Regions from separate parts of the Mus musculus genome. Here all the other regions are linked to region 4. A link is a contact called in public ChIA-PET, HiChIP or PLAC-seq and promoter capture Hi-C data. All regions are on one chromosome and are shown on one strand. Each heading gives the region's core, a stretch centred on a gene start, on an enhancer-like site or on the middle of the called end of the contact. The rest is flanking DNA. Distances are from core to core; before and after follow the strand shown. Region 1 holds the start of Larp1 (La ribonucleoprotein domain family, member 1). Region 2 holds the start of Mrpl22 (mitochondrial ribosomal protein L22). Region 3 holds the start of Igtp (interferon gamma induced GTPase). Region 4 holds the start of Trim11 (tripartite motif-containing 11). Region 5 holds the start of Olfr222 (olfactory receptor 222).

The links. Promoter capture Hi-C pulls out the DNA fragments that hold promoters and counts their contacts. ChIA-PET counts read pairs in DNA pulled down with a chosen protein or histone mark. HiChIP or PLAC-seq counts read pairs in DNA pulled down with a chosen protein or histone mark.
Region 1: an RNA polymerase II ChIA-PET map of memory CD8 T cells shows a contact between it and region 4, with 8 read pairs. The contact joins the promoter of Larp1 here to the promoter of Trim11 in region 4.
Region 2: an H3K27ac HiChIP or PLAC-seq map of extraembryonic endoderm stem cells shows a contact between it and region 4, with 5 times the contacts expected there. The contact joins the promoter of Mrpl22 here to the promoter of Trim11 in region 4. A contact is called at or near these places in 4 of 39 promoter capture datasets (cranial neural crest, hippocampal neurons, liver and 1 more), 2 of 484 Hi-C or Micro-C datasets (brain and embryonic stem cells) and 1 of 115 datasets of contacts at active chromatin or transcription factors (extraembryonic endoderm stem cells).
Region 3: an RNA polymerase II ChIA-PET map of memory CD8 T cells shows a contact between it and region 4, with 21 read pairs. The contact joins the promoter of Igtp here to the promoter of Trim11 in region 4. A contact is called at or near these places in 1 of 39 promoter capture datasets (liver) and 3 of 115 datasets of contacts at active chromatin or transcription factors (the 230-238 cell line, bone marrow-derived macrophages and memory CD8 T cells).
Region 5: a contact with region 4 is called in a promoter capture Hi-C map of neutrophils, with 3 times the contacts expected there. The contact joins the promoter of Olfr222 here to the promoter of Trim11 in region 4. A contact is called at or near these places in 3 of 39 promoter capture datasets (hippocampal neurons, liver and neutrophils).

The regions. Positions count from the first base shown.
Region 1 is chr11:58,005,254-58,011,137 of GRCm38.p6, reverse strand. Larp1 (La ribonucleoprotein domain family, member 1) reads right to left here and starts at 2,074. Exons shown (of 19, transcript NM_028451.1): 1 at 1,591-2,074. The coding sequence starts at 1,945.
Region 2 is chr11:58,170,341-58,175,597 of GRCm38.p6, reverse strand. It overlaps Mrpl22 (mitochondrial ribosomal protein L22), which reads right to left and starts at 3,934. Exons shown (of 7, transcript NM_175001.5): 1 at 3,885-3,934; 2 at 3,756-3,804; 3 at 2,448-2,565; 4 at 256-321. The coding sequence starts at 3,912.
Region 3 is chr11:58,197,429-58,202,911 of GRCm38.p6, reverse strand. Igtp (interferon gamma induced GTPase) reads right to left here and starts at 3,356. Exons shown (of 3, transcript NM_018738.4): 1 at 3,133-3,356; 2 at 1,195-1,444. The coding sequence starts at 1,233.
Region 4 is chr11:58,976,640-58,981,828 of GRCm38.p6, reverse strand. Trim11 (tripartite motif-containing 11) reads right to left here and starts at 3,736. Exons shown (of 6, transcript NM_053168.2): 1 at 3,185-3,736; 2 at 493-588. The coding sequence starts at 3,589.
Region 5 is chr11:59,569,433-59,574,728 of GRCm38.p6, reverse strand. Olfr222 (olfactory receptor 222) reads left to right here and starts at 2,991. Exons shown (of 1, transcript NM_001011789.1): 1 at 2,991-3,947. The coding sequence starts at 2,991. The coding sequence ends at 3,947.

The DNA of each region.
Region 1 (5,884 bases), core at 825-3,324, 970 kb after region 4:
TAAAATCAGAGCTGAAAAGGGACCTACCGATCCCTTTGGCTGAGGCAATAAGGCCACCACCACCTAGCCTTGCCAGACAGACAACCCAATCACAGAATTCACTTTAAAAAGCACCAAGGTCTTAACAAGCTTAAATTCAGAAGCTATTGGATTAGTTCTGGTAAGTCTGTCAAAAAACTACTCCAAAGATTCTATCAAAACCAACTGGTAAGATTACAAAAGAAACAAAACAAACAAACCAAAACAAAAAACAACCAAAAAACCCCACTGGAACAGAACAGATATAGTATACCTAAAATGTGTGCTTTGGTCACTTAAATTGAGTTTGGCTTTATCCTGAGGAAAAGTTGAGATGCCAGCCAAACTGTCTTCTTCCCACGATCAATAGCTCCAATGACGCAAGCTATCAAGGGCCCATGGCTTTACACAAAATGCCAGCTCAGGCACCCAATCCTGCCTGATTGTCACAGCTGATTTAAAACCCACAAGGCAGGTTCACCAGTAGCTAAGTGCGGCGAACTGAGCGAACAGCCTCATTTAAACTTCTGAGGAGCGCGGCTCGAGAGGATGATTATACCTCTGAATTTAAAGAGGGGCAGGACCAAAGAGCGTCTTAAAGTTGATTCCTCCACTCTGTGGGTGGAAAACGAGGATATGAAAGAAAATGGAGGTTTCAGTACTGCCCCTTGCATAAGAGGATTCGGGAAGGGAAGGAGAAGAAGAGGGAAACTCTGGTACTACAACACCCCCAACCCCATGTGCCCTCTTCCTTATGAAGCAACCCTAAGAGAAATCGAAAGGGCAACCAACGTGCTGGTTTCCCCCAGGGCTAGGCCTACACTTTCCAGCACTCTGGAACCTGAAAGCGGCTAGCTCCGACTTCCTCGGTGCCCAGCTTAGGTTAGGCAACCACACCTAAGCTCCATAGCAAGTTTTTGGTTTTGGTTTTTTTTTTTTTTTTCATTTTTTAAAGTTAAAAGTACCAGGACTCCGACGATCAAACTCAAGGGCCATGCTCACTATCAAACACCCAGGAGTACCCAAGCGGAGGCTGTGCCCGAGTGGTGCGCCACTAGATGCCCACGCCGATCGCGCCCGGCTAGGATTCCCGAGCCACCTCCCACCCGGACTCAGCGGGGGAGGGGAGCCCCGCGCGCAGCTCCGGCCGGCGAGCGCTGCGAACAGTCCTGGCACGGCGCATGGCGCCCAACTGTCACCCGCCCGCCCCGCACCGGCGCGGCCACTCCCTCGCCGCCACACACGCCCCTCGCGTCGCCGCGGGCCGCAACCGGCTCCCGGGCACGCAGGGGCCCGCGCTCCCCACGCTTCACCCGGCTCCCCGAAGCGCAAAGTTGCAAAGTTCAAAGCCAGGCCCAGCTCGGAGCCATGACACATGTTCTCTGAACACGCACTCTCGAGGCGCCGAGACGCATAGGGAGCACAGGGCACACGAGCGGCCCCGCCCGGCCCAGTCCGCCAAGCTAGGCCCGAGGCATGCCGTTGCCACCAACCGCTGCGGCCCCGGTAGCCCCGCTCCGAGGGAAACGCCCGCGTCACTGCGCGGGCCAGTGCCGCGCCGCGCAGACCCACCTGGAGGCGGCTGTCCGTTCACCGCGGCCGGCGGCGGCGCGTGCTTCGTCCACGGGTTCACCTTGGGCGGCGGTGCCTCCACGAAGTCACGCCGGCCGCCGTCCTCGCCGTCGCTCCCCGCTGGGGCTTCCGCAGCTGCGGGTGGCCGCGGGCTCTCGCGCTCCGCGCCGTCGCGGCCAGGCCTGGCGCAGGCGGGCCGCGGCCTGCGGACGCCGCCGTCGGGCTCTCCGCCGCCGTCACCCGGGCCCGACTCGGCCTGGGCGTCGGGCGCCGGCTTCTTCCTCGCCAGGCCGTGCTCCTCGGCCTGCAGCAGCGGGGCGCCCGCCGGCAGCAGCGGCTCCACTTGAGTGGCCATCTGCGCGGAGGGGCCGGGCGCGCCGCGGGCCCCGCTCGAGGCCGCTGGCGGGGCGCCGGAGCCCGGGCCGCGCGGACGCGGAGCGGCGCGGACGGGCTGACGCTGAGTGGCGCGCCGGGCAGAAGGCTCCGGCGCGCCTAGCCGGCCTGGCGGACCTCGGTCCGCCGCCTGCGTCCCCCCGCCCCCGGCCCGGGGCGGCTCGGGGGGCTGCAGTGGTGCGGACGGCCAGGGGGGGAGCGGCGCGGAGAGCCGAGCCAGACCACGCGATCCGCGGCGGGCGGCGGGCGGGCGCGCGCCTCGCGACGCGGCGCGCGAGGGGCGGGGACGGCGCGGCGACGGGCGCGCGCGCGCAGGGCGGAAGGTCCCGCCCCGGCCCCGCCCCCTGGAGACCATTCCTGTGGCGCGGCAAGTGGACGGGGGCGAGCACGTGCCTGATGCAACTTCGGAGGGCGGGGGTGGGGGAGGAGCCTTAAAGGGCCAGCGCCCCAGAACGGTCGCAGGTGGAGCACATGGGACCTGGCCACGCGGCCGGCCCGGCCTGCTAACGCTGGTGACAAGTGTTTCTCGGGGCTCCGCGTTGGGGTCTTTTACTATGTCAGCCCAGACTTGGCTAGTGATGCAGAGGGGTTCTTTGGCCGCCCCCTGTGCGTGGCTTCTGGCCCCACTCCGATGACCTTGGCCCAGCTGCAGCCTGGCCAGAGCACTGGTAATGGGTCCAAGGGAGTTCTTTCCCCACAGGGGCAGCGAGCGCCTCGGAAAGAGAACAGAATTCCCAGTAGTACCCACGCTATGCAGGCCCTCGAAACCCAGTGTTTTATAGGCAGGAAATGGCTTTTCTTTCAAGTCGCTTGTGTTTTTTCTATAGAATTGTTTAGGGTAGAGTTGAACTGACACTTAATTGAGGGACTCAGAAAGCTCTGAGATTTGTATCTTAACCCTGACCCCATTGCAGTTAGTTAGGGGTTATCAGCAGTAGTCAGGTCCACTTCCTGGGTCTCGATTTCTCTATTGTAAAATGAAGGAACCATTTATGCCAGGTGGTTTCAAATTTCTCTGTCATTTGGTTCAATAAATGTTTACTGACTTTATGCTCTGGGGGCCTGCAAAGTTCTTAGAAAGGTCTGCCAATAAACCAGGCTAACAAGCACCTGTCCTCCCGGAATTTACACTGTAAGGTGGGGGAAGGCACAGTAAACAGGAGAAACAAATACTTCATTACAGCGCAGTAGTCACTGTGCTGTAATGAAGTAGACAAGATTGGCTTTTTGTTTGTTTTGGGTTGTTTTTTCCGTTTGGTTTGTTTGGGTATTTTTTTGTTTTTCAAGCAGAGTTTTTGGTTGGTTGGTTGGTTGATTGGTTGGTTGGTTGGTTGGTTTGGTTTGGTTTGGTTTCTGTCTAGTTCTGGGCTCTGATTATCCTAGAACTCTCTCTTTCTGTAGACCAGGCAACCAGGCTTACTTCGGACACACAGAGACCCACCTGTCTCTGCCTCCCTAGTGCTGGGATTAGAGGGTTACAACATCATGAATTTAACTGAGATTGGCTTCTTTAATTGCTGAGAGAAGGTTTCCTTGAACTCAGATCCCAAAATACTGGAAATAAGAGACGTGTCAGGAACTGACTGGATCTAGAAATCTGAGAACCGAACAGCCTGGAAGGTTGGCGAACTCTCCAAAAGAAGGATTAGAAAACAGGTGGTCTCCTGGGTGGGGGGCATGGCTTCCTGAAAAGACTCTTAGAGACCAGACACTGGTATTGTGGACACCGGGAATACTGGGGAAAGTGTTCATAGCAATCTGGTGTTCAATTCCATCTCCAGTCTTTGCCTGCAAGCCTGGGACAGCTCTCTAGCCTTCCCTGATAGCCCCTCTCTTAGAGGAAAATTAATGCCTAAGTAGTCAATGAGAGCCAAAGTGCCCCCATTATAAGGCACAACACACTAAAGCCAGCGCTTGCTCGGAGAAGCACGGAGGAATATACGGTTTGAAGGAGATAGAGAATTTAAGCAGTATTTTTGTTATTGTTGTTGTTTTCTGAAACAGGGTTTCTCTGGGGAGCCTTTGCTGTCCTGAAACTCCTCACTCTGGCCTGGAACTCACAGAGATCTGCCTGCTTCTGCCTCAAGAGTGCTGGGGTTAAAGGCAGATCCCCTCCCCCAGCTTAAAACTGTGGCATGTCTACCCTTTAATCAAAGAGCACAGCAATGCACGTTGCCACCAGGGTTCACTTTTAGTTATTGGTAAATACTTTGTTTTTTTCTTTTATATCTCTCTCTCTCTCTTTCCTTGAGACAGGGTTTCTTTGTGTAGCCTTGCCTGTTCTAGAACTCACTCTGTAGACTCAGACTCACAGAGATCCGACTGCCTCTGCCTCCCAAGTACTGGGATTAAAGTCATGTGCCACTTACTAATTGGATATAGAGAGGAGATATACCCTCACACAACTTTCGGGCATAGCAGGGCTTTGTGTAATGTCGAACTAGCTGGCTCATCTACCCAGCTCACAGTGCCGGTGCCAACAAAAGTGGTCAGGCCCTGCTGTGTGGGAACTGGGGCTCAGAGATGGCTACTCTGAGTCCTGTCCCGGGGCCAGAGAGAGGCATTGGATATCAGGAGGGGGAACTCAGAACTTAGAACCTTTTAGGACTGTCCTCAACTAGAAATACTCAACCCTGGGAAGGTAAACTGAATAATGATTTCATCTCCTTCTTTTGAAGATGAGGACACTGAAGTTCAGAGAAATAAAAGTTCCTCATCCAAGGTCACAAAGCCAATCCATGGCAGAACCAAATCCAATAGCTTTTCCTAGATTCAAATAATGGAGGTCTGGAAAGCCGGTGGTGGTGGCCACCCTTCATCCCAGCATTCTGGAGGCAGAGACAAGGGACTCTCTAAGATCAGGCCAACCTGATCTATAGAGCGAGTTCCAGGACAGTCAGGGCTACAAGGAGAAACCCTGTCTTGAAATAAGCATCATCATCATCATTATAATCTTCATCATTATCATCGGGCTAGAGAGAGGGTTCACTGGTTAAGACCGCTGGCTGCTCTTTCAAAGGACCTAAGTTTGGTTCCCAGCACCCACAAGATGGCTCACAACCTTCTATAACCACAGTCCCAATGAATCTGGCATCCTCCTTGGGCACCAGGCACACATATGGTGCACAACCATACTAGAAGGCAAAGTACTCAGACACAAAATAAAATAGAACCTTAAAAAAAAATGATAACAGGGCTGGAGAGATGGCTCAGAGGTTCAGAGTACTGTCTGTTCTTTCAGAGGTCCTGAGTTCAATTCCCAGCAACCACATAGTGGCTCAAAACGATCTGTAATGAGACCTGGTGCTCTCTTTGGCATGCAGGTATACATGCAGGCAGAATGCTGTGTATATATATATATATATATATATATATATATAAATCTTTTTTAAAAATGATAACGAAGCCGGGTGTGGTGGCGCACGCCTTTAATCCCAGCACTCGGGAGGCAGAGGCAGGCGGATTTCTGAGTTCGAGGCCAGCAGCCTGGTCTACAAAGTGAGTTCCAGGAAAGCCAGGGCTACACAGAGAAACCCTGTCTCGAAAAAAAAAAAAAAAAAAATGACGAAGGGCAAGACAGGTGTGGTAGCACATGCCTGTAATGCTGAGGCAGGAGAATTGGAGAGACTCTGAGGCTAGCCTGGGCTACAGAGTAAGTACCAGGTCAGCTGGAACTAAATAGCAAGACATTGTCTCAGAATAAAAATTAGAATACAGAAGGCTAGTACTGTAACCAGGCTTCCTCTGTAGCACTCCCAACAAGGAAGGCTGGGGAAAGGAGCTGGGTTGTAAGACAGGAGCTGGAGCTGGAATCTTAATTCAGACCTCCCCTCCCCCAGTGCCAAAGACTGAATGTAGGTCTCTTCTTGCATGCTAAGCACCTTCTGTACCAGGATACCAG
Region 2 (5,257 bases), core at 2,685-5,184, 810 kb after region 4:
GGTTAAACCTCTTTGTACAGGTAAGTAAGCAAGTGTCCTGGGTTCTCTCTCCCTTCTTCACCAAGATAAACACTTAACCTACCGTGTCACGATATGTTTAGTGTCTCTCTTGATAACCTGCGGGTCACTGACTATACAGTGACACTCCCTACTCCTTGGGGAGACTGGGGTAATAAGCATTCCTATTCCAGTCCTCAGGAGGAAGCCACAGCTTCTTTCCCTGGGTATCACGTGGGGGTAGGCACGTTAGCTTACCATCTTTGCCAGGTACCACATCTTGTCCTTGCTGTATTTTATTTGTCTCCGACAATGGTAAATTTCCTTGTGAGTAGGAAAAAAAGAAAAACATTGTTACAGCAGGCTCATCGAAGTGACAGTGGCACAGCCACTAGTGCCCATACTCTATGCCCAATGACAAAACTATTATCACAAGAAATAAAACAAAATACTACAAAGATTCTAGGGAGTCTTTAGACAAATTTGCCTTTTTTCAACGTCTCATTATGTTAAAAAAAAAAGATTAGTAAGAAACAGAAACTATAATCTTTTCAAATTTACATACGTTATATGTATACATGTTTTGTCTGCATAGATGTGCATCAGTGCCTACCTGGTGCCCTTGGAGGTCAGAAGGCACGAGTTCCCCTGAAACTGGAGTTACATTTGTGTGCTGAGAATTGAACTCGGCCCTCTGCAAGAACAAGTGTTCTTAACCACTCCAGCCCTTAAACTATAATTTTTTGACCAAGTAGATATTGAATAATTCACAATTCACAAAGCGCTTTTTAGTAGGTTCAGTTGGGAGAGGAACCATCTTATAATCCTTTCGGAAACTGAAACTGACAAACTACGTGGCTTCTTCAAGACCTAAAACCCTGTGAGCGGGGGGAGCAGCCAGGCATGGGGGGGGGGGGGTTCAGATCCAGCATAGGCACCTCCCGAGGTGGTCTGAATGAAAATGGCTGACAGCGAGTGGCATTATTTGAAAGGACTGGGCCGAGATAAGGCCTTGTTAGAATGTGGCCTTGGTGGAGGAAGTGTGCCATTGCGGGTGGCCTTTGAGGCTTCAGAAGCTCAGTTCAGGCCCAGTGCTTCTTTCTCTCTCTGCTGTCTGCTCATCTGGATGGAGTCCTCTTCCACACCATGTCTGCCCACATGCCACCACGCTGCCCACCATGGCAATAATGGACTAAACCTCTAAACCATAAGCCAGCCCCAATTAAATGTTTTCTTTTATAAGAGTTGTCATGGTCATGGTGTCTCTTCACAGCCATAGAAACCCTAAGACATTCCCAAAGTTCTCCAAAGACTCTAAAAGTCCACCTTCTTCCCACTATTTGCCCTCCTACCAGGCTGTCCTGTGTCCTGGAACTCATTCTGTAGACCAGGCTGGCCTCGAACTCAGAAATCCACCTGCCTCTGCCTCCCAAGTGCGGCGGGGATGCCTTTTTTTTTAATCGATGGTTGAAGTTGTAACTCAGTTGTAAGAACGTTTCTCTGGCTTTGAGCCATGGCACTGCATACACAGCATGTACTAGTGCTCACGTGTAATTCCCGAACCTTATAGCAGTTGCATGCCTCCACAAATTCACTTAAAGCTGGACTTTGCTTTACATGTCACTAGAATAATCTCTGACAGTCTGAAGTACGCAACACAATAATTTTATCGCTGAGCAGCTAATAAGAAGATACATCTTTGGTAGGTATCCAATGATTCAATCCAAACCTGAAGTTTAAAGGTTTGTACATTATAGAAAGAAACAAAACTGTAAGTGTACCTAAATTCAAACACACAGTGGTTAAAGCAACATTTTCCAACTCATTATGCTTCCATCAGCTGGGTGTGCTGGGCGTGGTGGGCGTGGTGGGTGTGCTGGGCGTGGTGGGCGTGGTGGGTATGCTGGCACACAACTTTAATCCCAGCACTCTGGATGCAGAGGCAGGCAAGTCTCTGTGACTTTGGGGGCAGCCTGGTCCATAGAGTGAGAACAACCAGGGATACATGGATTCTGTCTCAAAAAAGCCCGATGATGATGATGATGAGGAAGAGGACGATGATGACGATGATGAGGACGACGATGACGACACTACCAACAAGCCTCACGTAGTCAAAATCAACATCTCAAACCCTTAGGTCAGTTTAGGAGGTAAAGGCAATCTGGTACAGTTAGGTCAGTTAATTAGAACATGTAAATTACTTCACAAAGCCCCTTTAACCCGGAGGAAAACCTCACTGCTTGGCACATAAGAACACAAGTACTGGTCAAGCAGGGCATGGTGGTGCATACCGTCAATCCCAGCACTTGGGAGGCAGAGGCAGGCAGGGTTTTGTGAGTTCAAAACCAGCTTGGGCTAAGTGCTGAATTCAAAACCAGCATAAGACCCGACTCAAAAGAAATTAAAAATAGATTTAAAAACTAGGGGATTACTTCTCCCTACAAACTTACCGCTGGTCTCCGAGGTTCGCCAGGCAGTTGAGGTGGGTAAACAATCTTATTCTTCTTCTCCCATTTGCGAGAAATGTCAAGAGAAGCACTCGTGTGGATGCACGACGGGGGTAAAACCCTGAAAGGAAGGAAGCCCATAAGACAACAGAAACTTGGACCTCTCTGCCGTTCTGGGAGCCACGTCACCACCACCCTTATCCAGACACTACAGAGCTGGCTCGTCTCCCATCCAGATACACCTGCAATCTCTAGGCCTTCAAACTTTCTTCTCCAGTTTGAATCACTGGTGTTTACATTTTACATAGTTAAAGCCAGCGGCACACTGTCACTTCACTGGGCCTTGGTTTTCATGTATGTAAGAAAGAGGAAAGAGGCAATGTCTCTAAGGCCTCTAACATCATTTTATATCATCACTCACAGCAGGGTGACAGAACCATAAGCTGCTCAACTCTGACTTCAATCTTTCAAAGAAGCCATTAGGATAAACTATTAAACAAGATTTTGTGAGCGTGAGGTACCTACTGTCTGCCATCCCTTAGAAACTGCCTTGCATTTCTCAAAACCTCAATACAGATTTGGCAATCAATATGGTGTCTGGTAAATTAAGTATGCCATGAATTAACAGTGACAAAGTTTCATGAATACTTACAGGTTTTATGAATACTCAGGACTGAAATGGGTTTTAAACGGAATCAAACAACTATAATTATATTATGTCAAAATATTGCTCCAAAGAAGCAATTCATTTGCAAGTACTATATATGTAATCGAAACTTCGGATGTACCCTACGGATCCATGCCAGTGCTAACTCAACTGCATAGGGACGCTTGTGTCCTAGCAGGACAGTGCATGGCCTAGGATCCCAGCCTCTGACTGGTAAGCAGAAGCCAGACTGACTTATGGCGAGACTCAAACAAACAAACAAAAGGCTTTCTCGAGAGGCTCCAGAATGTTCTGCAGAGCAAAAGGCTCAAACTCCAGTTGCTGAGAAACAACAGCGAACGAATGTACAATGTCAGGCAAGCCTCGAGTCTCCAAACAGTCCTTGCCCACGGCAAGTGAATAAAGAAATAACCAGGAATGTTTGTTGGTATAGCACACAAAGTCGAAGATTCGAATCGTGCCTACGGAATAGGGAGAGGCTGGTCAGAAAACACCGAGAGGAGCCCCCGGAGGCAACAGTCTCTATGGGGTTCTGGGTCGGGCCGCCCTCCACCTGAGGCCGAAAGTACTGCCTGGCACACAAGTGCACTGTGATCGATGCAGATCAGGCGCAGCCTGCAAGATCTTCGTGGCAGGACTCTTACCGCAGCGTCTGCGTTGCCCAGATCCTCAGGTTAGGTACCCTCAGTGCACCTGCAACGTGAATACGAGCTGTCAACTTCGATTCTCTTTATCTCCTCCTTCCCAAATTCTAAGAAAGACTCAAGCCTTACCCAACTCTCGCAGTAGTGCGGCCGCCATGCTGAGCCCTACGGAAGCCTCCGGGATCAAACGCCGGCTGACTATACGCATGCGCAGTCCGAGGCCGGCTTCCGGGACCGGAAAAGTCAGAGTGCGTTGTCATGGAGACCAGGAATGCGTCGTCCTTGTGAAAAGTCTGGTCAGAGCAGTCTTTCTTTGGAGTGAATGACCTCATAAAGACTGAAAATCAGAAAAACTGTGACCTCACCTCATAACAGCCTGAAAAGGGCAGGAGAACCTTTTAATCCTAAATATTTAAGGCCAAAGATACAAGAAAGACCACTGATCCAAATCATAATGGCCAAGTTAATTAAAGCAAGCAATTAATTAAAGCAAGCTTTTTTTATTTGCATACAGGAACTGCTTCCCCCTAAAGCAACGTTTGAGAAGGCAGCATCGGATATGAGGAAGACAAGGTTTCTATAGCTCAGGGGTTGGGTGTTTCCAAATGGATTTGCTAGGTGGAGGTTACAGGAGCAGAACTAGAACAGGAGCTGACTAATAAGTTAGTCCCATAAACAGAAACAGACTAGCAAATTGGTCATAACCACCTCCTGAAAGAAAGTTATGATCACAAGGTGGTCCTAAGAAGGTAGTCATAAAAACCTTTTTTTTTTTTTTTTTTTTTTGGTTTTTTGAGACAGGGTTTCTCTGTATAGCCCTGGCTGTCCTGGAACTCATTCTGTAGACCAGGCTAGCCTTGAACTCAGAAATCCGCCTGCCTCTGCCTCCCGAGTGCTGGGATTAAAGGTGTGGGCCACCATGACCGGCCATAAAAACCTTTTGAAACAAAGGTAGGATTAACAAGATGGTTTTGAAACAAAGACACAGTTGCCATTTTCTGGAACCCACAGAACCATGTATAGTTAAGATTACAGGTGTGGCATAGCCCAATCAGTGAGAAATGGAGGTTTAATCATAAACAGGAATGAATCTAGTTTGCCTCTACTATAAGATACCTTTTGGGCTGGTGAGATGGCTCAGTGGGTAAGAGCACCCGACTGCTCTTCTGAAGGTTCGAAGTTCAAATCCCAGCAACCACATGGTGGCTTACAACCACCCATGATGAGATCTGACTCCCTCTTCTGGTGTGTCTGAAGACAGCTACAGTGTACTTACATATAATAAATAAATAAATCTTTAAAAAAAAAAAAGATACCTTTTAAGCCTAAAATGGAGGCAGGCTGGTTCATCAAACTCTGTCTTCAGTGGGCCTCAGGGTTCTTGTTAAAAATGACTGTAACATCAGCATGTGGGAGACTGGTGTTAAAGAACCACCATGTTACACAAGCCGGGCTCTGTCTCAGAGAAAAGGAGCCTGGCGTAGCACCACATGATGTAATCC
Region 3 (5,483 bases), core at 2,107-4,606, 780 kb after region 4:
AACCTCTTATTTCCTTGAGAGAGAGGGGGCGGGGAGAGGAAGAGGGGAGAGGGGGTAGGGGAGAGGGGAGAGGGAGACACCCCAAGAGGTGTTACTCAGTTGATAAGAGTGTTTGACTAACACACACGAAGCGCTGGGTTCAGTCCCTAGTACCACAGAAAACCGGGCATGTGTCTTAAGCTTGTAGTCCCAGAATTTAGGAGTTGGAAGCAAGAGGATAAGAAAATTAAAGGCATCCTCACCTACACAGTAAGTTTGAGCCTAGCTTGGACTTCGTGAGACCCTGTCTCAAAAAGAAAAAAAAGAAAAAATAGCCCTTTCTGTGTGCATCACCACCAACATTTCAAAACTTCACATCAGCCAGATGTGGTGGTGAACGCCCTTCATCCCAGCAGAAGCAGGCAAATCTCTGAGTTCCAGGACAGTCAGGGCTACACAGAGAAACCCTGCCTCAAATAAATAAATAAATAAATAAATAAATAAATAAATAAATAAATAAATCCTAAATTTGCCAGGAGGTGGTGGCACACACCTTTAATCCCAGCATTTGGGAGGCTGAGGCAGGTGGATTTCTGAGTTCGAGGCCAGCCTGGTCTACAGAGTGAGTTCCAGGACAGCCAGGGCTACACAGAGAGACCCTGTCTCGAAAACAACAAAATAAAACAAACAAACAAACAAACAAACAAAACCTCCCAAACTCAAGACCATCTCTTTGATTCATGTAGTGTGTACCTGTATCCCATGAAGGATACTTTTCCCATCCTTACACTGAAGAGCCCAGTGTCTGCACCAAAAAGCCACCGTTCTAGCTGTGGGACCACTTCCAGGGAACAACTTCTGAGTGTTGATTAGTTCCCTGGGATGGCCCCACCCAGTTCTCTCCTGGGCTAGCGTCTCTCTTTACTCCTTTCCTCGGTGGCCTCCCCTCCTGTCCCGGGTGGCCTCTCTCCTCAGTCCTCTCTCCTGGGATGTTTCCTCCCTTTGTTCCCTTCCTGAAGTGAGTTCATCTCTCCCCCCAGAGCACTGTCTGCAGCCACTCACACAGTGGCTGGGCCTGGACATAAGCTCAGAACGGAGGAGTTCAGCCAAGAGCCCCAACCTGTGTTTGAAGCCTCATCCAACTCCCTGCCAGCCCAACCAGTTTCTGAAGTCTCAGTTTTCTCATCGGTACATCAGGCAAGCCATGCTACTCACCTTCCAGATATTTTGTGGCAACTTTGTGACTAAATCCATGGGACGTGTGTGCCCTGCTCTCTCTCTCTCTCTCTCCACAGCTCTCCGCTGTCTGAGTGAACGCTCTGGAGTCTCAGCTAAAATGGCTGGGCCGGTGGTCCTCGGCTTCTTTCTTCTCTCTTCAACTTTATGGAGTATGAAGGTCTATGTCTGTGGGCCTGAACTCTGTGGGTCTGCTCTAGGCCTTGCACTCTTTACTCTCCTTCAGAACCTGTTAGAAAAACGATTTTACAACAACTGATGACAGATGAGGAAAATGTATTGTCAGAAACCACAAGGAGCTCTTTCTGCCATCTCTCCGTGAGCTTGCTTGTGGTGTGCATGCCCCGGCGGGTGCTCTCAAGAACAGCTGAGAAGAGAGGCAAATGCCAGGCACTCGTCGGGCCGTGGGCCAAGGCATCGCTCAGGTCCTAACTGAGATGATGAAGCAAAGCTACATTGGCGAATTTTAAATCATTGATGATCTCAGAGCTGGGGACTACTGTGGGCCCCAAAGGCAGGCTGAACAAGTGCGGACCTGCTCCCACCTGTCAGTGTGGCTTCACCGTACTGGACCATGAAGAAGCAAGACGAAAACACACAGAGGGGGGAAATCCCGGGATTCTTTTTTTTTTTTTTTTTTTTTTTTGGTTTTTCGAGACAGGGTTTCTCTGTGTAGCCCTGGCTGTCCTCGAACTCAGAAATCCGCCTGCCTCTGCCTCCCAAGTGCTGGAATTAAAGGCGTGTGCCACCTTTTTATAGAGGTGTAAAACATAAATAAAAAGCCCCCGTGGACTGTTCAAGAAAAAAAAAAAACCAACAAAAAGAAAGACAAGGAAAGAAAAAAGAAAAGAAAGGAAGAAAGGAGAGAAGAAAGACATCTTGAATTATACAAAGCAGTTCCTGGTCACGCTTCTGGTTGATCTAAAGCTGACTACAATTCTCCATAAAGATCCAGATCTCTCTAAATACTCTGGGGAAAGGGGGGGAAAGAGATGCCTCAATGAAGAAAGCACTGGCCTCACAAGCAGGAGTTTGAACCCCTGGCATCCACATAAAAGCCAGTTTCAATACTCATGCCTAAAATACCCTAGCTGGAGAGGTGGAGGTCCAGAGGAGGATCCCAGAGGGCTTGCTGGCCAGCCAGTCAGTCTAGCCAAGAGGTTCACTGAGAGATTCTATTTCAATAAAATGAAATAAATTGGAGAGTGACTGAGGAAGACACCCTAATGTCAGCCTCTGGATTATACACACATACACACTGGCAAGCAGACACTCGGGCCCACACACAAATGCAATAGTCTCACACACACCTGCACAAAAAAGGTCACATACACAGTGGAAGTGGCAGCCCATTGGTTGCCTATGTTACTATGTTCCGTCGGGTTGCATTTTGTTATACTCTCTTCCAAAAGATTAAATTAAATGCTGGCAGATGAAGAACCAGCGTCTCCAAGGCAGATAGATAATGCCCAACAGAGTTAGACAAAAAGTTTCCTTATGAACCCAGCCTTCCAAGCCAGAGTTCTAGCCCCTGCGTGTCGCACATGGAGAACAGATGCACATTACACAATTCCAGAATGTTCCAATATTACCTGTGGGCTGTTCTGATCCTGGACTCTGGCCCCTGAGGGGTCATCGAAGTAGTGGCCAAGAGAATTTGAGTAAAATCCCACCTGTTTTCTCTTAACTAGGCTCCCTCAGAAGACCCACAAACCCAGGGATACCCAGGTAAAAAAAGAAGCACACTGCTTCTCTCTGGTGAATTGGAAGGACTTGATTCAGCCAGACACCATGCACTCCGATCCTGAAGACAGTGCAGGAGGGTGCCTGCTGCACAGGGTGCCCCAGAGGAACACCTGACCCCAGACTCCCCTGCCCTGAGCAGGTTTATAGGCCAAGCAGGAGCCCCTCACCTACCTGCTCAGAAGCCTTACAAAGCTGCAATCCAGGCTCAGGACGGTCAGGAGAGAGAGAAGTGTGGTGGGGCAGGGTCCTGTGGGGAAGAGCGATTAGAAGAGGCAGGAGCAGCTGAAGGGCAGCCTGAGCTCCTAGGTTTCCTCTCAGACCCTGCTCTATCTATGTTGGCCCAGATGTAAGTCCCCAACTTCTAGGCGTGAGCCCTGCCTGCCTCCTCCCCAAGGGGCGGGGCCTGATGCCCGAACAGCTTTCAGTTTCAGTTCCTAGAAATGGCTAGTTTTCGGGAGTTAGCACTCAGAGGCCACGTTCTTCTTCAAAGAGAGGGGTAACTGGGCCAGATTCCAGGTATAGAGGTCAGAAGTCTGCCCGTGAAGCCTGCCATTCAGACTTCGGTCAGAGCTGCCTTGTCTGACCCTGCTACCTCCTTTCCGGAGCCCCTCTTAATGATGGCACCATGTTGAGACCCAGCGAACTTGGTCCTTGGAGAACTACTCGCCCTTCATTGCTGCTCCTTGGGGCTTCTGTCGCTTCTCATTGTCTACTCGCTCCTTCCCGCCCACTCAGCTCAGGGGCAGAAATTCCACCTACTCTGCCCTGTTCCAATTCTGTCGTCTCCCCAGGATCAAAGTATGCGGCAGAATATGCCACCTTTAAGTGGTCTCCTTCTGCCCACCGGTTTCTCTTGAGTTCAGGAAAAATATTTAAAACAAAGCAAAACAAAAACCAAAAAATAAAAATAAACACTCTCCCCCCCTCCCCCTCCCCCCTCCCCCTCCCCCCTCTCCCCCTCCCCCTCTCCTTTTTTTTTTGTGTACAGTGATGCCCTGGACCACTGAGTGCCCAGGTAGAGGGGAATGGGCTAGTTTCCCTGTGTAATTGCTTAGCAGGGTAAGTGGCTGATGGGAAGTGTGTGCTCATTTGCACAGTCCATGCCCCCAGGGCTCCCCCCACCCCAGGCCATTTACTGACCTGGTCTTTCATTTTCACTCACTGTCCCTAACATCCTGACTCCCTCCCTCCCCCATCCCTCCCTTCAATAGGTGTGCATGTGCATGAGCCTCGGAGGTCGGAGCAGAGAGTTGGAACCCGTGCAACCGGAGTTACAGGACATTTCTCTGTATAGCTCTGACTGTCTTGGAACTCACTCTGTAGACCAGGCTGGCCTTGAGCTCAGAAATTCGCCTGCCTCTGCCTCCCAAGTGCTGGGATTAAAGGCGTGGCCACCTCTCCCGGCCTGGGCATCAGATCTTAATACAGATGGTTGTGAGCCACCATGTGGTTGCTGGGATTTGAATTCAGGACCTTCGGAAGAGCAGTCAGTGCTTTTACCTGCTAAGTCATCTCATTTTTAAGTGTCTCTGCCACCTGTGACTTCTCTCGCTCAGAAAATGACAGCAGGCAGCACTCTGCAAGATGCCCTTGCACAGGAGTGTTCCTGATCGATGAACTTGGTCAATAGATGATTGACAGGCTGGGGAGATGAAGTCAGTAAGGTGCTTACAGTGCACACACAGGGACCTGAGTTCAATCCTCCAGATCCCATGTCAAAAGTTAGACGTGGTGATATGTACTAGTAACTCCAGTACGGAGATAGGCTGATGGCCAGCCAGCCTAGACTATTTGGTAAGCCCCAGTTACAGTGAGAGACTTTGTGTCAATAAACAAGGTGGAGAACCTCTGAGGAAAGACAGACAAAGTTGTCCTGTAGCCTCCATATGTGTGTGCATACACAGGTGATGATTTACAAAGAAGGTATAACAGACCCCTAGGACCAGGCTGTCTCTGTCCCTGAGACCCAAAGGTGACTGCTGTGCATGCGAACTTCCCAACGATCTCTCCTGTGTGAGGAACATTCGCCACATCAGGGGACATCAGCAGGATTGCCACTATCCACCTGTATTCTTTTCTACCCTTTGCCTTTATAGCTGGCCTCTGCTTCCCGACTGTCACCAGAGCAAGAACAAGAAGCAGACTCCTGTCCCTGCTGGGCTACAGGGAGATGTCAGTTTCGTAAGAATCTAAACAAACCAGGCACTCAGGAGGCAGAGGCAGGAGGATCTCTTGAGTTCGAGGTCAGCCTGGTCTACAGATCAAGTTCCAGGACAGCTAGAGCTACACAAGGAAACCCTGTTTCAAAAACAAAGGAAGGAAAGAGAGAGTGAGAGAGGGGGGGAGGGAGGGAGAAAGGAAGGAAGGAAGGAAGGAAGGAAGGAAGGAAGGAAGGAAGGAAGGAAGGAAGGAAGGAAGGGGAAAGAAGGAAGGAAGAAAAGAAGGAAGGAAAGAAGAGAGAGGAAGGAAGGAAAGAAGGAAGAAAAGAAGAGAGGAAGGAAGGAAAGAAGGAAGGAAGAGAG
Region 4 (5,189 bases), core at 2,487-4,986:
GAGCTGCCCAACCCAAACCCACCACCCCTTGAGCCCTCAGACCTCCAGCCTACCACCCACCCTTGGCTACCCAGACCCAAGAGCTATACCTGGGACCAGTCACACTCAGCATCTGTCACACAGGCTCCAAGCCCAGCCCCAGGTGTCAGCTAGACAAGGATGCCACCCCACAGCTAGACAGATTAAATCTACCCCAATGTCAAATACCTCCCTGACTCCTAAATGCTACTACTGGAGACCTCCTTGTACCTAGCCTGTTCCTGACATCAGTCCAAATCTGAACTCAAGCATACTAGGACATAGGACAGGTATGCAGGACAGAATCCAACTTAGGTATCCTATATCACACACACACACACACACACACACACACACACACACACACACACACACACACACACACATATTCCAGCTGGCGTGTCTCAGTGAGGCTAGTCTGGCCACCAGCCACTGACTCCACACTCCCTCCTTCACCCGAGACCCAGCACCTGCCTGCCACAAGGCACAGGTTTCCTCAGCCTGGGCTTGGAACAGCATTGCGTCCTCCATTTGTTTCCGTAGGTGCTCCAGTGACTTCTCCAGCCTCCCCTGGTGGGATGGAGAGCGGGTGGTGCCATGAGAATCCCAAGAGGCATCAGGCCCTATAGGTGGGGCCCAGACCCAGAAGTCTGCCTTTCCCCTCCTGACCTCCTAATCCCAACCTCCCCATTGGACCAAATGAAATCTGTCCAGACAATGGTAGATAAAACGCCCCCCAGTTGGCAGGGATTCTCCTGATTTGGCAGTATCCTTTCTAGCGCCCCTCCCCTTTCCCAAATTCATAAACTATCATAGTTGAGGTTTCTCATTTTGGGTTCTCAGCCCCATGGCCCCGAGCCAGCCCTGCTCACCTCTGCAGTGACAGTTTGTTCTGTGCTCAGTGGGCATGTCCAGGCTCTGTCAATAGGACACACTAACAAGCTGGCACTGAGGACCCAGCTTTTCTCCCTTCAAGACACTGTCCCCTCCTCTTCTTCCCATCTGTGGTCACAAGGGCTCACAGCATGTCAGGGGCTAAGGCTTGCTTGAGCCAGTCTCCCAAAATTCCACCAGGTGGTGGGCTAGACTTTTTGGAAGGTGACTGGGACATGAGAGTAAGGCTCTCTGGATGGGATTAGAGAGTTCCCGCCCCTTCTTCTGGAAATACGAGAACACACCCAGAAGGGAGCCACCTTTGAGCCAGGAAATGGCCCTTACTAGACATGCCTTGAGCTTGGACAGCATCCAGGGCCTTGGACCATAGTTGTCGGTAAGACAGAGTGGGGAATGCACCATGGGAGTTCAAACTAGATATGGCTTCTTCCCACAGCAGCTTCCCTCAGAGTCCCTCATGGTCTGGCTGTATTTTCTTAGGTCGGACCTGGTCCAGTTTCCTTTCCCACTTTTTTGCAGCTGCCAGAGAAGCCACAGGCCTATCCCAGAGGCTGCCTTACTCTGGAAACATCAGGCATACCCCTCACTCTGCCCCCCACCCCCACCCCATCACGTACACCTCCAGGCTCTGTTCTGAGCTCTGCCCGAGTCTTTCCAGCGTTTTCTCCTGTAACCCTGGACCTTGTGCATGCTAAGAAACCACTCCCAGCCATTTTCTCACTTAAAAAAAAAAAACAAAAATTTTTATTAGTGTCAGCAAGTGGAAGTGCACTTAAGTAGCCAGGCCTGTAGAGGCCAGACAGGTCAGATCCCCTTACAGCTGGAGTTACAGGCAGCCCTGAGCTGCTCAGAACCCGAGTGCTGGGAACTAAACTCCGAAAATCTGGAGAAGCAGTGCACTCTTTCAACCGCCCGAGCCATCTTGCCAGCCCCTATTTTCAATGCTTAAGTCAGGAGCAGTATTGTAAACAGCTGTGAAGCAACAGCAGCCTGCACACACTTTGGCAAAGGCCTCGAGCTCTGGCCACATGCAACCCTACCACTGGTTAGGTAATGACCCAGACTTCCTACCCTGGGTGTGGTGAGAGTGGAGTGGAGCCCAGGAGGCCCTGGGATAGGCCTGGGCTTGCTCTCCCCTCAGCTCCTGGTTCCTGCCGATGTAATCCCTCCTCCGTCTCTTTGGTTCTCTTCTGGATACTACTCACTCATGGCCCCAGAGCCAAAGAGTGAACTTGTCACCAGGACCACGTAGGCCAGCATGGCCTAAAGAACCCCTCCCAAACTCTAGTGAGTGGAGGGATGGCTCACTGCAGGCCCACTGGTCACAGGGAAGAGCTATCTGCCCATTTCCTGGCGTTACCAGAAAGCAGGCTGTGTCCCCCACACCCAAACCTGCTCCTGTGCTGAACAGCCACAGATACCTAAGCGTACGCAAGACAGAGCATCCATTCTGCAGGAGGGAGACACCCTCTCTGCCATCAGCCTCCTATTTCACAATCATTTCCTATTTCACAAGGTCTCTTTCTGGTAACTCCACACCTTTTGGGATAAAAGGCCTAAGGGTAACTGCTTCTCTGAGCTTTTCTTTCTCTTTTCTTGTGTGAACCCCTATGCAAGAGAAACTTAGTGTTACTTAAGCTGATCTGTCTTGTCTGTTGTTCAGACAGTGAACTTAACAGGACAGAGGACAAAGGTTTTCTTTTTTGGCAATAGAGCAGCTTTAGTGTTGTCCCTTCAGGGCTTATCATGTCATTCGTGGAGAGATGTGGGTCTCTTTCAGCACCATTAAGGGGTTTGGTGGCAGGGGGGTAAACCTGCCAACCAATCATCGGTAAACCGGGTATGGACGAAACGAAATGAAAAATTACTGGGACGATCTCTGTTTATAAGCTTTTTAAGTTTATAAGTTTATAAGTTCACCTTTGTGCTAAAGTCCAAAGTAAAGGAGACTTGGTGCCTGGTTTATTCTGGTCACCCAAGTTCATGCAGTGATGGGGACACACTGGCAGAGTATCAACTCTGACACAGGCCAAACTGTTGATCTGACAGCGGGCCCCTTCACAAGCTCTCCAAGCTGAGTCTGGACTGACTACCAACACCCGGTTTTCCCCAGAATGCACGTGCATCTCATCCTGGAATAAGACAGGCTACAATCCCGACCCCGTCACAGGATCAAGTTAACTGTAACTCACACTTCCTCAACTCAGGGCAGGGCAGTAACGGGACATCCCTTCGCACCGGGCACTGGCCGGCTGCACCCAATGGAACGCACCTTGAGGTCGTCCGCCGCCTCCTGCAGCGGTCTCACCCGGTGAGTCCAGTGCTCCGAACGCTCGCAGATGGGGCACAGCAGGCTGAGGTCGTCGCCGCAGAAGGTGGTCAGCGGCTCGCGGTGCGCCGCACAGACGCCCTGCGGGACCGGAGAAGGCGGGTGCAGGCGTCGTGCCATTTCTGCCATTTTGGCGAGCGGGCGGTTGGGCCGTAGGTTCCTCTGCGCCGACAGCTCGCGACACTCGGGGCACGCGTATGGGCCCTCGGGCTGGCCCCAGCAACGTCGGATGCACTCGCGGCAGAAGTTGTGGCCGCAGTCGGTCATCACCGGGTCGGTGAAGTAATCCAGGCAGATGGCGCAGGTGGCCTCCTCCTGGAGGTTGGTGGACAAGTCTGGGGCAGCCATGGTGCTGGCGTCTGCGCCTGGATCGAGCTTTTCGTGGTGCACCGGGATCGGGCAACTCCGCCGCGAGAGCGCAGTGGGAACGGGCCAGGAGCAGGTAGCGGCACTCTCAGCCTCCTGGGTAGTGGGTACATCCGGCACTAAGCTCTCAGACTTCCGCCGGAAGAGAAACCACAGCGGAAGCAGGAAGCTAGTTTTTATTATTTTTTAGAACCCGTTTGTTCTTGGGTTGGCCGCTGTGTATCGGGGCTCGGGGTCGGAATCGAATTATAGTGCAAGAGATCGCATTTTCGCCTCTCTTGCGGTGACAAGTCTCCGCAGGTGGTGTCCCCGCACCCCAAGATCCGGATGCTGCAAACTTTGGCCATGGGTTCTGTAGCTAATCTCTTGTGCACTGTGTAAACCTTTCTCCGGTCAATACAATGGCCAGTGAGCTTAGGCAGGAAATTAGAAGGTGTGATGCCTGGAAAAGAGAGGGGCCGGGGTGGATGCCGGGATCGACACCGACGCAAGTTTGGCCCCAGAACGCTGATGGAGATAGCAGCAAAAACTGAGAACCAGGTAACCAGCCACGTGTGGCAGAACTTAGAATAACGGGATGATTATGCACGAATCAGGAAACAGTCAAAGCTTATGGTGGTGACCGTCTGCGGCCACAACTTCTGCCGCGAGTGTATCTGACGTTGCTGGGGCCAGCAACTTAGAAAAGTTGTGGACAGCGAGTGCTAAACTAGAAAGCCAGGCACGGCTTCTCTCCCGTAAGATTTCCCGTAGCGGCGGGCTGAGCGCTTGAGCGGCCGTCTATAAGCAACTGGGTAGCGAGCCGGAACGCACTCCAGCCTGCGTCTGCAGCGGCCCGGGTCTAGCACTCCCGCGGCTGCTGAGTCAGGCAGCGGCCGGCCACGAGCCTCTGGCGTGGCCCGCAGGCGAGCAGCTTCTCAGAGCTGCACGAACCAAGCGCAGTTTGCGATCCAGAGCTGGGGCACATAGGCCTGGCTTTCAGCCGGTGGCTGCAGGTAAAGACCTAAAGCCATTCTCGAGCAGCAGGTCGGAAGGGCCTGCAGAAAGATGGAAACAATGGGGGCAGCCTCCTGAACTGAGCTGAGGGGTTGAAGTTAGCCACCGTAGACACTTGCTGGTCTGTGGAGCCTGCAGACGCACTAAAGAACAAAAGGAACATTTTCCCGCAGCGGCTATGGGACTAAAAAGCCCCAAACTTCTGAACCGGTAAGGTATTAAGTTTGAAAACAATAAAAGAGGAAAGAGACTAAATATAAAACATCGTAGACAAATATAGTTTAAGTTGGTAAATCGAAGTTTTTAAGGAGATAGAGATTAAAGGGAAAATATCTTCTATGATAAAAATGGAAAGAACTCAGTGGCACAGGGCATCTAGAGTCTGTATAATTTTTGCTATAGTTATCAGCATATAAATAATTTTTTTCAGTAACGATAACAAATTTTCTATATCTTTTTAAAGAGAGATCAAAAGAAAGCAAACTTAGATAAGGAGAAGACTGGAAGATGTAGGTTACAGGCCTTAGAAGAAAAATTAGAAAAAAATATAAATAAAAATTAGGAAAACTCTAAAGTAGTAGAGATA
Region 5 (5,296 bases), core at 1,742-4,241, 590 kb before region 4:
GGATACACAGATGGACAGATAAATAAAAAGATCAATCAGAGGGTTGTATACTACACAAAGGATAGCATATGTCATAAGAGTATATCTTCATGTCTGTATCCTAACACACACACACACACACACACACACACCACAGCAGTCCAAGTGTCATCAAAGCATCCACAGCATGTTTCTGACCATGGAAGGAGATGGTCCTAATCTCTCTGGAAACTAGGTAACTAACTGAACTACTTGAAGGCATTTTGCTCTTAGAACCTGAGTCTAGGAAAGATGCTGTCACTGTGTGTGGCTACAAAGCAGGGGAGTAAAGACCATCTGCAGAGCATGCCAGCAAGCCCTGAGGTCTAGACAGGCCTTACTGCCCTGGACAGAAAGGAAGCTGAGACAGCCCTTACCAGCCTTATGAAGATAGAATCAATAGCACAAGATCCTGGCTGGGGGCTAAAATGAGTAGACCCTCCTTAGAAACACCCTGGATGTTTTGAGCCATCATGACAAGAGAGAAGTCGGTCTCAGGTTAGAAGGGAGAGGATGCATAGGAGTTGGGAGCTCGATTGATAGATAAAGTTTCAGATGTGTTGGTTCACAATGTCAGGAAAGGGGGCTGGGGGGAATTCCAAGATTACAACTCCAGGCATAGGTCCAGAAGAACTCTGCTCTAGTGTGACTATGCCAAATGCAGAAATTAATGTGTTCACCCTGAGAGGGCACTTGGACCTCAGAGGACACTTGAGAGCAAGGGTCATGTGTAGGTGGTACAGTGACTGGATAGCTGCATTCCAGCAGGAGAGGCAGGAGATGCAGAGACTGGAGGGAAGAGCTGGAGAACAGAGCCAGTGGCAGCCTGGCATTCAGCTGCTTTGTCCCCAAGGAGGCTGCAAAGGACATCGATCCCACCACTACCACCATGAAGGCATACTAGCCCCAGTCTCCAGTGTGCACCTTAAAACATGGGTTTCATGGCTCACTGTGTTAAAACAGAGTTTCAGAGCTCATTCGAGATACATCCTGCTCACTGAAGTTAATGCTTGTAAGAATTTTTGAATCGGGCAATAATTGAATGTTTCACAAGCCTAGTGAGACCGCTATTGTAAAGAACGTTAGTTTTGAAACTACATACAGAGCAGAAGAAATTAGCACTTGTCTATCTAAACTCTAGGGTTTGAATTATTTTCAAATAACACTGGAGTTCTTTGAAATATCAGCTGGAGGAGGGGTGCTTGCTGCAATGTCTAACTTAAGGAGATCTTCATTAATTTCCCAATGTGTGCACAAGGTACCAAATTGAGAATTAAGAATTACCTACATGTGAGATTGATTTTCAGTTTTATCTTGAAGCAGTGCATCTCCATTGTGTATTCAGAGGCATACTTGGAGAAGACTGGGAAATCAGAACTCTAGAATGACCGTGCAGTAGGTCAGGCAGCAAGCTGTCATAGCTGCGACAGCAAACTGCCTCCACCCTGGGATCATATCTTGGAGACAATGAAGGATGAAGGCCATGCACTCAAGAGTTGAACACTTCAACCCACACTATTTATTAGAGAGAGAGAGAGAGAGAGAGTAATGAATGGGGACTCTAAGAGAGGATGCTGGCTAAGTGTTGAGAACTACATTTTTAAATAGGTACAGACAGTGGAAACAGAAACATGTAAAAAGGTGACATCCTCTGCTGCATAAATGACAAGTTTCTCCTTAGCCCTGGAGCTCCATCATGGACTAGTATAGTTATCAGAGGCCACCAGAGAGAGAGAGAGCCTTGACTCTGCACACAGAGGGGCTTTGATCCACAGAGCAGCTTTGATAGTCGTGAGGGGAACTTTTCCAAATGGTTGAGGTCTCCAGGCTGTCAAAGGCTTACTGGGGCCAACTCCTAATGACCTAATTTCATTTTGTCTCCTACCTCAATCCCATGAATCACTGATGGCAGGCAGCTCATTGGTTCCCTGAGAGCAGCGGCACCCAGAAATCAAACTGGCTGTGCTCTTTGTCTCTGTCTCTCTGTCTCTCTATCTCACTGTCTCTCTCTCTCTCTCTCTCTCTCTCTCTCTCTCTCTCTCTGTCTCTCTCTGATAATATCTCCTTGGCAAAGATTTAAATGTCACTCTAAGTATGAAACAAATAGCATCCCAGAGCCAACTGATCTTTTGTCAAACAATTCTAAGGACTTTCTCCCAAGCTCACCATTGTTGCACTCAGGTCTCACTGGGAATCAGTAACAAATCAGAAGGTAAAGTTTTCCATTCCCCCCCCCCCCCCACTCCAGGTATTCAGAGAGCCTGGAACCCTGCTGTTTTACAGTCTGAGTGAGGGACAGAGAAGCCATGGTGAGTAGTCTAGGGCCAGAGCTTCTGTAGTCCTGTGAGCCAGAGCACATCCTCACAGTGACATTGTCACAGTGACATCCTCACAGTGACAGGCCAGGTGTCGTCATCAGAGGTGAGAAGGCTGCATGACTGTGAGCTTATCGAGAGAGTCCCTCCCTGCTCGCAAAGCGCGTCTTCCTGCTTTATTTTACCTCTTTCCTCTATCCTGTCTCTGTCTCCAGAAGACAAAATAAAAAAGCCTCAGAAAGTGGACACTTTCCCATCAACGTGTTTGTGGAGAAGTCAAACACTCCAGGGGCAGTGGGAATCATGGGAGTCATGACTGAACGTGAATGACGCCTGAGGCTGTGTGGAACTCTGGCACCGAAGTCTCTCTATCTTCTCCAGGATCTGCAGCCGAGGCAAGCCTCATCCCCACTCCCACTGTAACAGATGCAGGAATTGAAGTTTAGCAAGACTGGCTTGGTGAAGGTCAGAGTAGGAGGGGGTGTGAGATGCGCATACTGCTGTCTTGACGCCCCATCCAGGGGGCTAAAGAGGGTCAGGCAGGAGGAAGCCTGAGAGAAAGCAGACACCGTGAGAAAATGACTCATTTCATCCCGTGCCAGTCACTCACCCAAACTCTCTTCACTCATCATCGCAGCTCCCAGAAGATGCCTTAGCATGAGAGGTGACAACCACAGCTGCTTCTGGGACACCCCAAAGGACTTTATCCTCCTGGGCATTTCCGACAGGCCATGGCTGGAGCTCCCAGTCTTTGCAGTCCTCCTGGTGTTCTACATTCTGGCTATGCTGGGGAACATCTCTATCATCCTGGTATCCCAGCTGGATCCTCAGCTCCACAGCCCCATGTACATATTCCTCAGCCACTTGTCCTTCCTGGATCTCTGCTACACCACCACCACTGTCCCTCAGATGCTGTTCAACATGGGGAGCTCCCAGAAGACCATCAGTTACGGTGGCTGCACGGTGCAATACGCCATTTTCCACTGGCTGGGCTGCACCGAGTGCGTTGTCTTGGCGGCCATGGCTCTGGACCGCTACGTGGCCATCTGTGAGCCACTCCGCTATGCTATCATCATGCACCGCCCACTCTGCCAGCAGCTCGTGGCTATGGCCTGGCTCAGCGGCTTCGGCAACTCCCTTGTTCAGGTCATCCTGACAGTGCAATTGCCTTTCTGTGGCCGGCAGGTGCTGAACAACTTCTTCTGCGAGGTGCCAGCCATGATCAAGCTGTCCTGTGCTGATACTACGGCGAATGATGCCACCCTGGCTGTGCTGGTGGCCTTCTTTGTGCTGGTCCCTCTGGCCCTCATCCTCCTCTCCTACGGCTTCATTGCTCGGGCAGTGATGAGGATCCAGTCCTCCAGGGGACGGCACAAGGCCTTCGGGACTTGCTCTTCCCACCTGTTGGTGGTCTCCCTCTTCTACCTGCCCGCCATTTACATGTACCTGCAGCCGCCATCCAGTTACTCACAGGAGCAGGGCAAGTTCATCTCCCTCTTCTATTCTATAATCACCCCCACCCTTAACCCTTTCATCTACACCTTGAGGAATAAGGACGTGAAGGGAGCTCTCCGAAGACTCCTGGCAAGGACCGGAAGGCTGTGTGGAAGGTGAAAAATGTAATCCCGGAAGACCTACACCTCTGGCAGAACTCCGCAGCAAGGACTCTGGGGGGTGGGTAGGGTTGTAGCTCAGGGGTGGTACAGCACTTCCTTGGCATGTGGGAAGGACTGAGTTCAACCCCTAGGGCTGTAGGAAATTCTTGGAACAGTAGGTTCTTTGAGAGATTTGAAAGAAAACAAAAAACATCCAAAAGCATTTCACCTTCCGTGTGGTGATGAGGCTCAAAGTCCCGCATCTGAGCGTTAAGTTCCATTCTCAGAGCACAGTTCTAAGAAGCCATATATCTTCAAGAAGCGCTTAAATGACTTGATGCTCACAAGTACTCGTTACGCTGTTTAACTTCTAATTCCCTGGCTCTTCCTGTTTTCTTCCTCTTCCTGTATTTCCTCTCTCGTTTCCCATGTATCTTTTTAAACCCCTTTCTTCCATTACAGTCACTCCAGATGTGTACAAAATGAACTTGACACAGAGTCTTACCTCGTTTATAATAAACGTCTGTTCTTCGTGGATCAAAATCAATACATTTTGTATTTATTTTCCAAAATGTCATAAGAATGACATGACTGCATCCTTCTATTCATAACCATAAACAATTTTCTTTTCCCTCTGGTTTAAACTGTCCTTACAGAAAGTTTTCCCACCGTTGAGTGGGAACTTTCTGCTAGAAGGCTAGATGACTCCCTGTTAGGGTACAGGGGTACAAACAAGTACATCTCCCCTCTCAGCTTCTAGATGGACGTATTCCAGTGGAGAATGCAGTAACAAATACAATACAGTTAAAATGATAAAACCTAACATAAGAGCTGAAGATGTTTAACTCAGTCTAGAGCTCCTGCCTAGCTTGGTCCTGGCTTCACTGCCCAGAACCACACACAAGAAATGTTGACAGTGATTCATTCAAGCTAACATTTGTGGAAGGTTTCTGTGATGCTGGTGATACACTGAGTGTTTGTAAGTAACGATCTGTGTTATACTGATCCTCATGATATGATCACTTTTGCAAATCTCATTTTCATGTAAGAATCAATTATTAAAGGCTGAAGTAATTGCTCTAGTTATTATTAGAGTTCTGGTAGCCAAGGAAACTGAGGTTCTCACATCGTACTGGCTGCCTCCTTTAGAGCAATGGAACCATTTCAGGAACCTTCTATTTATTTGCATTTAGTTTTCTTTCATAGGTAATTCTTGAAGATTTTATTTGATTATACACACACACACACACACATATGGGAGTGGGGTGTGTGTGTGTGTGTAAGTGCAGTTGCTTGCAGAAGCCAGCAGAGGGCATCAGATCCACTAAAGTTGGAATTGAACTCATCTCCAGCACCTTGCATTTGTAC